Regions from separate parts of the Sus scrofa genome. Here region 2 is linked to region 1. The links are chromatin contacts, called in public Hi-C maps. All regions are on one chromosome and are shown on one strand. Each heading gives the region's core, a stretch centred on a gene start, on an enhancer-like site or on the middle of the called end of the contact. The rest is flanking DNA. Distances are from core to core; before and after follow the strand shown.

Evidence for each region. A called contact is a pair of places that touch in the nucleus more often than the background predicts.
Region 2: a Hi-C map of blood shows a contact between it and region 1, with 2.6 times the contacts expected there. The contact joins two enhancer-like sites. A contact is called at or near these places in 4 of 47 Hi-C or Micro-C datasets (blood, mesenteric adipose tissue, retroperitoneal adipose tissue and 1 more) and 1 of 2 datasets of contacts at active chromatin or transcription factors (skeletal muscle).

The regions. Positions count from the first base shown.
Region 1 is chr4:117,025,215-117,029,674 of Sscrofa11.1, reverse strand. No RefSeq gene overlaps it. Among named protein-coding and RNA genes, the nearest start is that of S1PR1, 42 kb to the left of the region's middle. Within about 2 kb of position 1,989, at least 25 of the 83 cell types and tissues checked have an H3K27ac peak or open chromatin away from gene starts, as enhancers often do.
Region 2 is chr4:117,167,499-117,171,958 of Sscrofa11.1, reverse strand. All of the region lies in intron 3 of LOC106508363 (a long non-coding RNA gene), which reads left to right. Among named protein-coding and RNA genes, the nearest start is that of DPH5, 99 kb to the left of the region's middle. Within about 2 kb of position 2,073, at least 8 of the 83 cell types and tissues checked have an H3K27ac peak or open chromatin away from gene starts, as enhancers often do.

The sequences.
Region 1 (4,460 bases), core at 740-3,239:
GCAGACTGGTGTTCTTAGAAGAAGAGGAAATTTGGACCCAGGAAGAGACACCAGGCAGGGGGCTGCAGGCGGAGGGGACAGCCTGTGAGGACACCAGGAAAAGGTGGCCACCTGCAAGCCAAGGAGAAATGATTCAGAAGAAACCCACATCAGCTGTCACCTTGATCTGGGACTGCCAGCCTCCAGAACTGTGGGAAAATAGAGTTCTGCTGTTTAAGCCACTCCGAGTGTATTTTGTTACGGCCTTCTAGCAAGTTCGTACCGGATATACTCTTTCGGGACATCCTTAAACATTTCAGATGTACTTATTTTGAGCCAGAAATTATCTCTATTAATTAGGCAGCTTTCATAATATCTCCTAATAATATCAGAAATGGCTTACACTTCACCGTGGACTGGGCACTGGTGTAATTGCCTTTCTTCATTTCATCCTCGTAAAAGCCCTCCAAAGAAATGGGTGAGGGAGGAATGAGAGAAACGGATGATTAGCTCTGGGCAAACCCCGTGGTTAAGGATCACTGAGGGTAAAGCCCTTTGGGTGACCACTACAGTGCGTGGGTGACAATATGATGAGAAATGGGATCATTGCGTGGTCTCCCCGCAAATATTTTCTAATTCAAAGGGAAAAATAGTAAGTTTGCGGTGGAGAAACCTGCCGCCCCTACGTCACTTTATCCAAGCGATCAAGGTTGAACCTCCCCAGAATAAGACAGAGTAAACACCACGTATTTCCACAGATGATGCGCTGAGAAGGGCACGGCATCACCTCCTTGCCCTAAACTGCACCACCTCCCTCTACTCGTGCGAAAACATGAGGGCCATTTTGGGAATAGCTGGCCTGGACTTTCCAGAAGCATCACAGATTGGAGGAGAGGAAGAAGACGTGATACCCAAATGCAATAAGCAATCCCAGACTGGATTCTGGGCCCAAAAAGGGAAATCAGCGGGGAAACTGATGAAAATCGAACAAGGTTGTCGATGTAGTTGATGGCATTGTCCCAATGTCAGTGTCCCGGCTTTGATGACTGAATGGCACTTATGGAAGTGGCTAATAGTGGGGGAAGCTAGGTGAAGAGTTTAGAGCATGTCTCCCCAATTTTTGCAACTTTTCTAAAGTTATTTCAGAGTAAAATATTAATAAAAACAAATCCTGTAAGGGAGGTGCTGTCATTGTCTTACTGCTAGTATCCTACTATTGACCCAGCTTGTCAAGACTGAGGCCATGATGTGTACCCAGGCTGTCTGAGTCCAGGGCTTACGCTGAACGCTTCGATATGTCCCCTTAGTACCTGCAGGAGACAGTGACATTTTAGCTTGGTTTGTATTGTATTGCATTGTATTTTGCTTTTTTGTTTTTTAGGGGCACACCTGTGGCAATATGGAAGTTCCCAGGCGAGGGGTTGAATTGGAGCTATAGCTGCTGACCTAGTCCACAGCCACAGCAACCCTGGATCCGAGCCCACCTCTGCAACCTAAAACCACAGCTCACAGCAATACCTTATCCCTGACCCACCGAGCGAGGCCAGGGATCGATCCTGAATCCTCATGGATACCAGTCGGATTTGCTTCCATTGCGCCACAATGGGAAATCCAGCTTAGTTCTGATTTTTCATATGCTTTCATCAATAAATTATATTTCTTTAAAGGTCATCTATAAAAGACTTTCCTAAGCCATACTATTTCTCTCTCTTGCTTTATTTATTTATTTATTTGTGTGCTGTGTCTGTGGCATGTGGAAATTCCTGGGCCAGGGATTGAACCTGCACCTCAGCAGAGGTCCAAGCCACTGCAGTGACAATGCCAGAGCCTTATCCCGCCGCACCACAGAAGAACTCCCATCCTGTCTCTTGTCAGTCCCCATAGAAGGTGTTGGCATAGTTTTTGAGTGGGAACAAATGAAACGCTGGGTGGGGCGCTGTTACACACACCCAGAACAGTGAGACATCTCTTTACTTCCCGCAGAGAACTTTACAAAGAGCTGAGGCATATGAAAAACAGCTAGTGGGACGGAGCAGAAAAAGAGCACAGACCAGGAAGTATACAGGCTCTGCGAGCCACAGATTGGGGGAAATGAACTTCACCCTGGTGACATTGAATCTGGGCCTTCAAGAATGAGAAGGGGAGTTCCTTCTGTGGCTCAGTGGGTTAAGAATCTGACATAATGTCCTAGCCTGGCTCTGTGGGTTAAGGATCCAGCGTTGCCACAAGCTGCAGTATAGGTAGAAGACGGGGCTTGAATCTGGAGTGGCTGTGGTTGGCAGGCCAGCAGCTGTGGCTCCAATTCGACCCCTAGCCTGGGAACTGCATATGCTGCAGGCACAGCTGTAAAAAGAAAAAAAGAAAAACTAAGAAGGATCGCAAGAAAAAGACAGGCCCTGGAGGAGAGCCTTGGGGGAGGAGTGACTCGAGAAAAGATCTCTGGAGGTGGGAAAGCCTGAGATAATTGGGTGGATCAGTTAGTTTGGAATTGTGGCGTCATTGTGCATTTAAGAAAGACACTGCAGCAGGAATCCCAATCTCCAATACAGTCAGGAGTCACGCAACTGTAGGGAAGAGCCTAAAATAAGACCTTAAAGAGTGGTGGGTGTTCTGGCAAACTGGCAAAGGCCTGCCCCACCTAAAGGCATTTTGGATTACAACAAAACAACAAAGCCAAACACTGCCCTAGGCAAACACAGTGCTGCTGACCAGGTTCTGCCCAAGGGCTGCTGGTTTGAGCCTGCTTTTTGAGATAAACTAAAGCGTTCTTGGCTGTTATAATAGAGGACATAAATTATCAAGCGATAAAGGGATTATTACTTTTACTAATAACACTTTCTGAGTCTCAAGGCTTTGGGGGTAGCCAGGTGGGTCAATTGTGGGGTATTGATTCACCGTTCACTTTCTAAGAGTGCCAGGCCTGCTGCTTAGTGTTGTTAGGACACTATTGCCACCTAGTGGTCGTTGAGGTTGTGCCGATCGCCTCTCCATCCCCGCCCCCTCCCGCCAAAAGAGTAAGGCTGCTTTCTGCATATGGTGCTTTCATTTTCCAAATGTTTGTCTTGTGACTCATGCCAAAAAATATCCAAATAAACTACATAATCCTTTATAGTGTGAGGCTGTTAATAGAGTAAAATTTCACTAGTGGTGAGGGTTGCTATTGCCATGTAATCAATAGCGTGGCAGCGAGGCTTGTGCTTACTTGTTTGGTGTCTGGTCAATAAGTTTTCTCTGCCACTTGCATGCTTGTATTAATGGTATCTCTCAGGCATAGTTGTAGAAGTTCAATAACTGTCTGATCTGCTGTGTGGAAGGGATAATGTTTAAGGACATACGGTAAAAACATTGAAGAAAGAATCAGGAGGTTTAGCTTCATTCATTAGCTGTGTGACTTTGAGCCAGTCACTTGCCCTCTCTGGGCATCAATTCTAGCTAAAAAATGCAGGGTTGAAAACGTTCAGCAGGTCTCTAATCCGATCCTATTGCAGAGGGCATCCCCAAGGAATGTCATGGGATTAAAAGTCTTGTTAGGACTTCATCTGGGAGTGAGGGGTTTAGGGTGAGGGGAAGCGGGGGCAAGGTGAGATGCCCCCTGCTCCAAGCAGAACAAGCTCCACGACAAAAATTAACTGTTAAAAAAAAGTGTAGGTGATCCATGCACACTATTCAAAAACCCAAGAGGTACAAAAGAGTATGCCCTGGGGAGTTCCCATTGTGGATCAGTGGGTTAAGGACCTGATCTCTGTGAGGATGCAGCTTTGCTCTTTGGCCTCACTCAGTGGGCTGAGGGTCTGCTGTTGCCTCAGCTTTGCAAGTCGTGGTGCAGGCCACAGCTGCAGCTCCAATTCAACCCCTGGCCCGGGAACTTCCATATGACACAGGTGCAGAGCTAAAAAGAAAAAAAAAGAAAAAAAAAAAAGAGTAAGCAGTGAGAAGTCAGAGACCAGTGTCACGCTTTCACACTCTTATTTCTGTTCTAGCAATCGCCTACCCGCCCTCCACGCTGCCTTACCTCTTTTCTTTTCCTAACACAAATAGCAACATAGCATTCACCCTGTTGTGTATTGCATCTTATTTATTTAAAGGTTGGAGTTCCATGTGCAATTTCACTTACATGTCACTAAACTGAGACCATCTATCTGCCTACACCATAGTTGACTAGCTTATCTATAAATCTTCTTTCTCACTAGGGTGTTTTAAGACTCTTTAACCTACAATTTTGATTTGATAGAAAATAAATGATTCTTAGACTATGTGGCTATGCAGAAACAAACAAACAAACAAAAACCATTTGAGGAGTTCCCTCATGGCACAGAGGGTTAAGGACCTGTCAGGTTTTCATTGCTATGGCTCCAGTCGCTACTGCGATGCAGGTTCGATCCCTGGCCTGGGAACTTTTGCATGCTACGGGAGGGGCAAAAACAAACAAAAATTTGAATTTGCTCTTGGTATCAGGCCTCAGAGACCAGAAGAAAGCAAAA
Region 2 (4,460 bases), core at 824-3,323, 140 kb before region 1:
GGCTCTCATTCAGATTTGAAGGAGAAATCAAAAGCTTCCCAGATAAGCAAAAGCTAAGAGAATTCAGCACCACAAAACCAGCTTTACAACAAATACTAAAGGAACTTCTCTAGGCAGAAAAGAAAAGGCCACAACTAGAAACAAAAATACCACAAATGACAAGGCTTACCAGTGAAGGTATATATACAGTAACACATGATAATTTTAACCAAGTTTAACTTAAGATTATATGCGTCATATCAAAACAAAAGTAGAAATAGCCTAATTTTCTGGGTGAAATGTGCAACAGATAATTCTCGATTCATCAGGAAAAAGATATCACTCAATTTGCTCATATCATAGGTCTTATTTTTCTAATAAAAATTACACTTATTGTCTTCCATGATTTAATATATAAAGGCCCAATACGAAAAATTTAAAGATGTACAAACTAGGAGTGCCTGTCGTGGTGCAGGCAAAACGAATCCAACTAGGAACCATGAGGTTGTGGGTTTGATCCCTGGCCTCGCTCAGTGGGTTAAGGATCCAGCGTTGCTGTGAGCTGTGGTGTAGGTCACAGATGCGGCTTGGATTCCATGTTGCTGTGGCTGTGGTGTAGACTGGCCCTTGCCTGGGAACCTCCATATGCCGTGGGTGTGGCCCTAAAAAAGGCCAAAAAAAAAAAAAAAAAAAAAGAAAAAGTGCAAATTAAATCTTATTTCTCTCTCTCTTTTTTTTTTCAAATCAGATCTTTATTTGTATTATTGGTTATGATGTCTAATATGCTTTTAGGTCATGCTGTAAATAGACCAAAAAATAAGGGGGAAACTGAGCTTGAATTCCTATTGCAATGAAATTGTTATTTGGTTAGGATACAATGACAGTTTGTGGCATCACTCATTATATACTCCCTGTTTATGAATGTGCATCTAAAATCTCACTCCTTCTAAGGGAATCTGTGTGGAAAGTTTATTGTACCAAAGGTTTCTGATAGAAATTAATCCCATCCTGAGGCCTGGATGAAATTATTTTAGGACTGAGTTTGGATACTTTAATAAAAAGCATCATCTTGGCACACTTGGAAAATCCAAGGGTAAACGTGATCATTAGATCAGTACTAGATTTTTAAAGGCCCCTATTGATTTTTCAGACCCCTTTTGGACAGGATGTGTGCTTCTGGGGACCGTGAGTACATCTGTTCTGGACATTGGCCTTGGCTGGGGAAGCTCAACGTCATGCTTTCTTCTCTTTGGAGGGCCCCTCTCCTCTCTGATTCATGGATCACAGGGGGATCCACCACAATCAGCCTGGCATAGAAACACATCTTCACAGTAGCCTTTATTCGAGGAGGCAGTGCTGGATAGCCATGCAAGTTTGCTTCTCTGTGTGCAGTGGCAGACTATGGGCGAGGATCCACCTAGTGCTGCTTGCTTTCCTTTCTGGGTCTCTGAGGGCCAGGCTTCCTTCCTGCACCAAAGTGGAGTGGGAATCTCTCTGCAACCACTCTATTTTCCTGCCTGTTTTTTCCCCACTCCTAGTGAGATATGCAGTAGATCAAACCCCTTCTCTTGATGGATGTGCTCTCTGTCTGACTTCAGGGTGTTTTTTGTAGTCTTCCAATGAACTGTGCACAAAATTCAAAGCAGCTGCCTGTCCCAGATAACAGCACAGCACAGAATAGTAGAGTGTGGCCAGTCCTTCTCCTCCTAAGCTGCAGTCTGCCCTTTGACGGTCCCCTGAGTTCCTAACTGCCAGAGTTCAGGGAAATCTGACCATATTTTCATGAAATATGGATTTTCATTAGAAAAAGGTAGTTTAAAATTCAAAGTACCCATGTAATCATTTATAGAAAAAAAAATCTCTAAACTTCTGTTTTAGAGAGTAAAGGAGGAAAGAGGTAGGAAATCCCCTCAGCAGTTTTATTTAGAAAAAAAGAGTCACACCTAGGCTACCTCCATGGTGACAAAAATCATAATGCAGCAGCAGAATTTAGTGAATGTATTTTAATTAGGTTGTTCATGTTCACAGCATCAACTACAAGAGCACAAGACGCAACCTGCTTGATTTATACTCACTGCCACATACCTAACTCACTTTTATACACCATGCTTCTGCTGAGGCTTAGTGGTTGTTGTGGAATATGAACCCCACCCTTTTGATCAGATAAGGCTAAAATGTGATGATGAAGGGAGGAAAAAAAAAAAGCCCTATATTCATAAGCCAGGGTTTATGAAGATATATAAGACATCAAACATCTCAAATGAAAATCTGTTTATCAGACTTTTAATAAGTTTTAAACATTTTAAATCCTGTTGCTTATCAAGTTGCCTCTCATAGGACTACCATCTTCTGAAGCATTTAAAGTTGATAGAAGACCTGGCTGCTTTTTTATCATGCTTACATTTGAGTTTCTAAGACAACATGAGCTCCAGGTAAATTTTTTTGTCATTCACTTGGCACACACCAATTAGACTTCACTTATACCCGTAAACTCCTGCGGTAAGGAAAGTCTGAAGCTGTTACTGGCACCAAGTCTTTTGATTCTAGCTTTAGAAGTCTCTAGAGTCCCTCTTTTCTGTCCCTCTTTTTCTGATGCTCTGTGACAAGCCTTCCTAGCCATTTCCCTACACTCATCTAGGAAAACTTGTAACTGATCTGATGCCTCTTGTCTGCTCTCTACACTACTGCTAGAGCTCTCTTTTTAAATGCAGTGCTGGTCATTTCACTCTTCTGCCTAGAAACATTCAGTGTTCGTAGCTCACCAGAATGGGTGACCCATGTGACTAGATGTTGATAACAACAGTCTTTGGGGGTACTTTGGTGGGAGGAAGTAGCCAGAAATCCAATTCATTGCCTCCATCAAGCAGCTTCTTCTGGTGACCCCAGTATGCTATTTACTTGTTGTCTTTTTTTTTTTTTTTTTTTTTAATTTGGGTCTCTCCTTAAAAGGTTTGGAAGCATTGCTTTAAAGCAAGTGTTCCAACTCTGGAGATGTGAGAACCTGGGTCCAGGTTCACTAGATCTCCTACTTTTTCAACAGAAGCTGGACACCCAGATTTTTTTTTTTTTTTTAATTAGGGCTGCACCCACAGCATGTGGAGGTTCCCAGGCTAGGGATACAATCGGAGCTGTAACTGCTGGCCTATGCATAGCCACAGCAATGCGGGATCCAAGCCACATCTGTGACCTATGCCACAGCTCACGGCAACGCAAGATCCTTAACCCACTGAGCAAGGCCAGGGATTGAACCTGCATCCTCACAGATGCTGGTCAGATTTGTTAACCCTGAGCCACAGCAGGAACTCCCTGGACACCCAGATTTTTATGGGAACTTTTTGATATTGTGGAAAGAAGGGGCATGGCTCATGCCTAGTGTAGTATAGCTGTGTAGGGTAAAGAGACTATCAAGCAGTTAGGTCAGATAGTGGCAAGGGTGAACATATAAGCTAGTTTTCTCTCTGATTTTCAGTGCTAGTTGAATGTCACTGTTTCTGACAACAGCAAAAGTTCCTGTCCAGGAGTTATCATGATAGAAGCCAGTTATGTTCTTTTGATTCTTGGCCATTTTTCTCTTTAGCCTACCATATACCATTATCAGAACAAGAAGATCCAGGAAGCCAGAGCCTGGAGGCATCAATAGTCTGGGACAAATGGTTTAGAGCATGTCGACTGCAGAAAAACTGTCCTAATAAGGAGATCCCTAGAGGGGTTCCTTCATAGTCTTCCACCAGTGCCTTATGGGAGGAAAGACCTGGCAAAATTTGGGCTCAATAAATGTTTATTGAATACATTAATGAATGAAAGAGCAAATTTATTTTTATATTTTTATGAAAAATTAAAAAGAAGTCTCAAGTGCCTTTTCTGTGTGCCTTTTCTTTAATTTGGTATCATGAAGATGTTTGATAAACGTATGGTGGCTACAGGCTTGATAAGATTGAAAAGGCAGGAGTTCCTGCTGTGGCTCAGTGGATTCTTAACTGAGGAGGTGGGTTTGATCCCTGGCCTCGCTCAGTGGGTTAAAAGTTCTGGTGTTGCTGTGAGATGCGGTGTTGGCTGCAGACATGGCGTTGCTGTGGTTGTGGTATAGGCCAGTGGCTTTTCGAAAAGGCAACCCACAGAGTGAGAGAAAGCATTTGCAAATCATATGATAAGGGATTAATATCCAGAATATGACAACAAAATACCAAACAAGCCAATTTTATTATTATTATTTTTAATAGTTATTTCCCCAATACAATTTTTTTTTCTACTGTACAGCATGGGGACCCAGTTACACATACATTCTATTTTTTCACATTATCATGCTCCATCATAAGTGACTAGACATAGTTCTGAGCACTACACAGCAGGATTTCATTTCTAATCCATTAAAAAGGCAATAGTTTGTATCTGTTAACCCAAAGCTCTCCAACCTCCCCACTCCCTCCCCTTCCCCCTTGGCAACCATGAGTCTATTCTCCAAGTCCATGATTTTTTTTTCT